Regions from separate parts of the Mus musculus genome. Here region 2 is linked to region 1. A link is a contact called in public HiChIP or PLAC-seq data. All regions are on one chromosome and are shown on one strand. The core of a region is the stretch at or near the end of the contact, and the rest is flanking DNA. Distances in the headings are between cores, read along the strand shown. Region 1 has its middle 18 kb from the start of Tmem94. Region 2 holds the start of Slc25a19 (solute carrier family 25 (mitochondrial thiamine pyrophosphate carrier), member 19).

Region 1 (3,106 bases), core at 158-2,657:
TCTAATGGAGGCATTTTCTCAATTGAGGCTCCCTCCTCTCATGAGTCCCTGTCTTGCCATCTACCTCTGTCCCCAGATAATGGTTTTAGTGGCAGAAACTATAGCTGTCACCCTGCATGGACCAGATATTTCACTGACAAGGAGCACACTGTGGCAGGATGTTTCATTGTTCCTTTGATGTCCTCCATCCTGTTGTGACTAGCATGTCTCCCTTTATAGATGACTCAGTGTTGCACTGAACTGGGAGGAAGCTGGCTACCTCTTCCAATGAACACATCCACCAAGTTAGAGGACCAACTCTGTTTTAGAGGACCCACTCTTTCTTTTTTGTTTGTTTGTTTGTTTTTCGAGACAGGGTTTCTCTGTGTAGCCCTGGCTGTCCTGGAACTCACTCTGCAGATCAGGCTGGCCTCGAACTCAGAAATCCACCTGCCTCTGCCTCCCAAGTGCTGGGACTAAAGGCGTGCGCCACCTGCCTGGTTTCCTCACTTTTTATTATGTGTATGGTTGAGCACACTTTTGTATATGCCACAATGCACATGTGGAAGACAAGTTGTAAATGTTGGCTCTCTCCTACCGTGTGGTCCAGGGACTCAAACTCCCTGACTTGGTGGCAAGCACTTTAACCCACTGAGCCATCTCATCAGCCCCTTGGGATTTTATCTACTTACTCACTGTGCTGATCAAATACACCCGGCACCCACATGTTCACACAGAGCTTTGAAATTCTTTCCTGAGTTGTATACCGTAAGGAATGATAGTCATAACAAAGACTTGATCACCGCGTGCGTTTTGTTATCTGATGTGGGCTTGTGCAGCACAGAGATTCTCACCCTGCACACTGCCCTTGCTGAGTCACCCGTTTTCACCCTGGCCTCGGCATTGTTCTGTTTTATTCTTTCCTGTATCTGAAGAGATGGGAAATGGACTCTGCGTTCTTTCCAGTTCAATGTTTTTTGTTTGTTAGGAAAATAAAACCTTTTCCTCCTCCAAAGCAGCTCCTTACATTTGCTTTCTTCTCCCAGCTTGTCCTTTGACCACTCCAGTCATCTTTTTAAAGAGCCAGAAAGTGTCTGAAACTTTGACTGTGACAACAGGTATCAGCCACTGGGGCGCTTGGATCCTCACCCTGCTGTTTCTGGCCAGGGATCTCGTTGTTTTAACTCAGCTGAATTCAAAGCATTTCAGCATGAGGATCTTTAACATAAACGAAGATTTGTTTTTATTTATGATTGTGTGTCTGTGTGTGTCCCAGTGCCCTTGAAGAGGGTGTTGGGTCCCCGGGGGTTGAAGTTATAGGTGGTTGGGAGCCACCGGATGTGGATGCCAGAAGCCCCGTTCAGGACCCCTGAAATTGCAAACAAGGAGCCATTCCCGCGGTCTCTCAGCACAAAGATCTTAAACCAACCCCCTTCTGCCTGTCACGTTTAAGCAAATGACTAGGTGGAAAAGATGGCGCAGTGACGAAGGATGCTCCTCCGGGGGGGGGGGGGGTGCGGGGGGTGCGGGCGGGGGCGGGGGGAGGGGCTTGTTTCAGCTTGCAGGTGGCTCAGCGTGTAGATCCTTGTTAGAGTCCCTGAATCAGGCCTGAATCACTCGTGTTTTCTGACTCACTTCTTACCTCCATGTGGTGAGGTCTTTAAGAACAAGGGTATTCTCCACCAGATGCACTGCTCCCCGTTTTCTGAGACAGGCTCTTACCATTTAGCCCAAGCTGGCCTCAAACTCTCAAACTTAAAATCCTCCTGCCTCAGCCTTCCCAGTGTGTAGATAGATCACAGGTGTGTGTCCCACCCCTGAGGTGCCCTGTTCATTCCTGCTTTTCTTTTCTTTCTTTTCTTCTCCTTCCACTTTCCCCCTCCCCTTCCCTTCCCTTTTTCTCTCCCTCCTGCCTTCTCTCCCTCTTCCCTCTCTTCTTCTCCTTTCTTTCACAGGTTCCATGGCACAAAAATGGGGGCGAGGGAGATCGGTTTCTTCTCCATCTTGTAGAGGTTAGATTTCTCTTGTTTCTGTTGCGCTGTGAATTCCGGGACAGCTGGTTCACAGCCTCTGGGCAGTTTTCCTGCCTTCATCTCCTATCTCTGTAGGGGGCTAAGCTTGTGTACCACAGCATGCAGTTTTTTCCCTGGGTTCTGAGATTTGAACCTGGGTCAACATGCTTGTGTGGTTAGCACATCTCAGCCCAGAGATTCACACTGGGTGCCATCTCTCCAACCTGTCCTTTTTTAGAGACAGGGTCTCACCACATAGCCCTGGCTGGCCTGGAACTCACTATGTTGACCAGGCAGGCCTCTAACGGTGATCTGCTTGTTTCTGCCTCCCAAGTGTTGGGATTAAGGGTGTGCACCACTGCCTGTCTGAGGTCTAGAGCTTAAGAGAGCTATTCCACTATTTTCCTATCTAAGACTTATTTCAAATCAGCCAGTAGGTTTCACCCAGTAGTTTTTTTGAATGCACCTATATCCTAGCACCCGAGTGGCTGCCACCTTAGCATGGGGTCCACTCGTCCTACCGCTCAGCACTCTTCTTCCCAATGTTGCTCTTACTTCTTTGTAACCCATTTTCTTTCTTTCTTTCTTTCTTTCTTTCTTTCTTTCTTTCTTTCTTTCTTTCTTTCTTTCTTTTTCTTTTTTTCTTTTTTTGGTTTTTTGAGACAGGGTTTCTCTGTGAAGCCCTGGCTGTCCTGGAGCTCACTCTATAGACTAGGCTGGCCTCGAACTCAAAAATCCGCCTGCCTCTGCCTCCCGAGTGCTGGGATTAAAGGCGTGCGCCACCACGCCCGGCTTGCTGTCACTTCTTTTTTTTTTTCTTTTTTTTTTTTAAAAGATTTATTTATTATTTATTATATGTAAGTACACTGTAGCTGTCTTCTGACATTCCAGAAGAGGGAGTCAGATCTCGTTACGGATGGTTGTGAGCCACCATGTGGTTGCTGTGATTTGAACTCTGGACCTTTGGAAGAGCAGTCGGGTGCTCTTACCTGCTGAGCCATCTCACCAACCCTTGCTGTCACTTCTAAGGGACACTAAATGCATGTGTACTGACTGATTGACTGTCAGGTGGGACAACAAAAGATCCCATCATTAGACAGGGATTTTTTTTTTTT
Region 2 (2,933 bases), core at 71-2,570, 120 kb before region 1:
CAGGCTCTGGCTGCTGCTCTTACTGAGGACCTAGTACCCATAAGAAGGCTCACAGCAGTCATTCCAGTCTCTGGGGATCCGAAACTCTTTCTCCTGCCCCAGGCATGCATGCGGGGAAAACACTCATTTACAGCAAAATAAAAGTAAAAAGACATTTAAATGAAATAAAATACCAACTCAGGTTTCCCTTGTGGGAAGTAGGAGATGGCGTCTGACTGCCTGGCTCAAACTGCTCATCAAGTTAAGTGATAAAAACCAGTAAGTCACACACACCTAAAAAGCTTTAAAAGTGTTTGCCTTCAAGAAAACTAAAAAACACAAACATTTTTACAACCCAGGCGAGGAAAGTATCACATTTGTTAACGTACCCTGGGTTCAGTCTCCAAAAACCAACACAGCAGTGTAGTCTGTAATTCCAGCACTTGGGAGGTGGGAGGCATGAGGACCAAGAGTTCAAGGTCACCCTTAAGAACATAACAAGTTCGAGCCTAGCCAGGATTATACGGTCGCAAACCAATAACAAAAATAAATAAAGGGAAATATTAATCTCCTGTTTATTCAAAAATCTTCGTGCATTAACAGTCTTGCTATCTAAACAGATAAAAAATGATTTATAATATAAATAAATATAAATGCAGGATTGAGACAGGGCGGCTGCTGACCTGAGTGGCAGTGATGGGGGTGCAAGCGAGTTTCTTCACCCTGCAGCTTTTCTACCTCAGACTCCACTGTCGGGTGGACAGGTGTCCTTCGGTGACTAACCGAGAGCCCATGTGATCTGCTGAGGCGCTCTGCAGACAGCCTCGCGTGAGTGCACTGTCCAGGCTTTCCGGGGATGGGGTGGGGTGGAGAGGGCGTCTCCGTGAGTCCGGGGCAGTGGACACCCCATGTGCAAACGCCTACGATGGTGAGTGGTGGTGGGAGGGATTCGCCTTCCGTGTCTCTGAAGATGCTCCTGGGGTCAGGTGTGCCTCGTGAGCATCCGTCCCCGCCCCACGTGGATACCTGCCCTTCTCTGTTCTGACACACGGAGTGGGGGTACCGGCCCCCGAGAGTACCGGGAAGAAAGCAAAGCCAGAGGTCCACTCACCTGACACTTCAGGCCCGTCCGGGCTCCTCAAGCTCAGTTCTCCCTCCCTCTCAGTGTAGCCCAACAGCAAAACTTAACAGCACTTGCCAGTAACTGACAGGCTGCTAGGCCAATCACCGTGCAGCTTTTGGCCGCCGCTGGACGAATCGTTGTACGTCGAAGGTCCCATCCCAATGTCACTGTCCAGATACCGCTAGGTACTGTAGTCTTCCGCTTCCAAGCCCCACCCCCTTGAGAAGCTGCAGAGACTCCTGGGAGGTGTAGTACCACAGCGCCTTGCGTGCGCATTTCCGACGCCGTAAAAGAGCGGATGGCGAAGTTGGCTTTTACGACCTTCTAGAGGGCCTCTCATTGGCGCGATCCTCTGAAGTCTGCGCGGCTATGGAATATTAGAGCTCGCTGAACTTGACCCAGTTTTTATTTTTTATTTTCCAAATCAATGTAGTCTTAGAAGTCATATAACTTTGGAAAAGATGGCGGGAAGCCTGGTATTATTAGCCTGAAGGACTGGAGTTGGGTCGGGGTTAGATGGGTTCTTTGGGATAAGAACCTTTAAGGGAGTTGTACACACACACACACACACACACACACACACACACACACACACACACACACACGGGTCGGGGTTAGATGGGTTCTTTGGGATAAGAACCTTTAAGGGAGTTGTACACACACACACACAAACACACCCGGAGGAAACTACACACACACACACACACACGGAGGAATAAGAACCTTTAAGGGAGTTGTACACACAAACACACACACACACCCGGAGGAAACTACACACACACACACACACACACACACACACCCCCGGAGGAAATTTAGCACCGGAAGGACGATCGGTAGTTCAACATCAACCCAGAGTTCAAGGCCAGCCTAAGCTACGTGAGACCCTGACCTCTAAAACAAAAAGTTTATCTGAACTGAGATCTAAGTAATTTGCTGCAACTTCTTAATGTATCATTACTTACATGTTTTTAAATCAGTGGTTTATTTGTTACAGTTTAAGAGTTAATCTTAGCCAGGCGTGGTGGCGCACGCCTTTAATCCCAGCACTCAGGAGGCAGAGGCAGGAGGATTTCTGAGTTCGCGGCCAGCCTGATCTACAAAGTAAGTTTCAGGACAGCCAGGGCTATACATATATATATATAACCATATATATATATATAACCCTGTCTCAAAAAACCAAAAAAAAAAAAAGAGTTAATCTTTTTTAAAGATTTATTTATTTTATGTACATAAATGCACTGTAGTTGTCTTCAGACACACCAGAAGAGGGCATCGGATCCCATTACAGATGGTTGTGAACTATCATGTGGTTGTGGGAATTGAACTCAGAACCTTTGGAAAAGCCGTCATCTTTTTGTTGAGCCATCTCTCCAGCCCCTTTTTGTATTTTTTTTTTTTGGTTTTTCGAGACAGGGTTTCTCTGTGCAGCCCTGGCTGTCCTGGAACTCACTCTGAGTTCTGACCAGGCTGGCCTCGAACTCAGAAATCCACCTGCCTCTGCCTCCCGAGTGCTGGGATTAAAGGCGTGCGCCACCACGCCCGGCTTCCTTTTTGTATTTTTTAAGAACACCTCAAGAAACAGCTGGCTGGGCAGTAACAAATCTCTGGATAGCTTTTCTCATTTTGTTTTCCAAGTAGCAGAAATGACAGAAGTTTTTAAAGGTTAATAGTGGGGGGGGGGGGGTACACAAGGAGAGGCGAGAGGACAGCTTGCAAGAATCAGTCCTCTCCTTCCACAGGATCCAAGGGGTTGAATTTAGTTTTCAATCTTGATAAGAAGCACCTTTACCTACTGAGTCATCTCCAAAGCTAGCCTTCAAGTGTCGGA

What was found. HiChIP or PLAC-seq counts read pairs in DNA pulled down with a chosen protein or histone mark.
Region 2: a contact with region 1 is called in a BATF HiChIP or PLAC-seq map of CD8 T cells, with 13 read pairs. The contact joins the promoter of Slc25a19 here to the enhancer-like site in region 1. A contact is called at or near these places in 5 of 39 promoter capture datasets (the HPC-7 cell line, HPC-7-derived erythroid cells, the SN4741 cell line and 2 more), 1 of 15 datasets of contacts at CTCF or cohesin (CD8 T cells), 9 of 115 datasets of contacts at active chromatin or transcription factors (CD8 T cells, bone marrow-derived macrophages, embryonic forebrain and 4 more) and 3 of 9 other capture datasets (adipose tissue, liver and pancreatic islet).

The regions. Positions count from the first base shown.
Region 1 is chr11:115,746,119-115,749,224 of GRCm38.p6, forward strand. No RefSeq gene overlaps it. Among named protein-coding and RNA genes, the nearest start is that of Tmem94, 18 kb to the right of the region's middle. Within about 2 kb of position 1,408, at least 57 of the 459 cell types and tissues checked have an H3K27ac peak or open chromatin away from gene starts, as enhancers often do. A contact at or near this core is called in CD8 T cells, the SN4741 cell line, extraembryonic endoderm stem cells and 1 more, where this site is marked.
Region 2 is chr11:115,626,975-115,629,907 of GRCm38.p6, forward strand. Slc25a19 (solute carrier family 25 (mitochondrial thiamine pyrophosphate carrier), member 19) reads right to left here and starts at 1,321. Exons shown (of 7, transcript NM_026071.3): 1 at 1,091-1,321.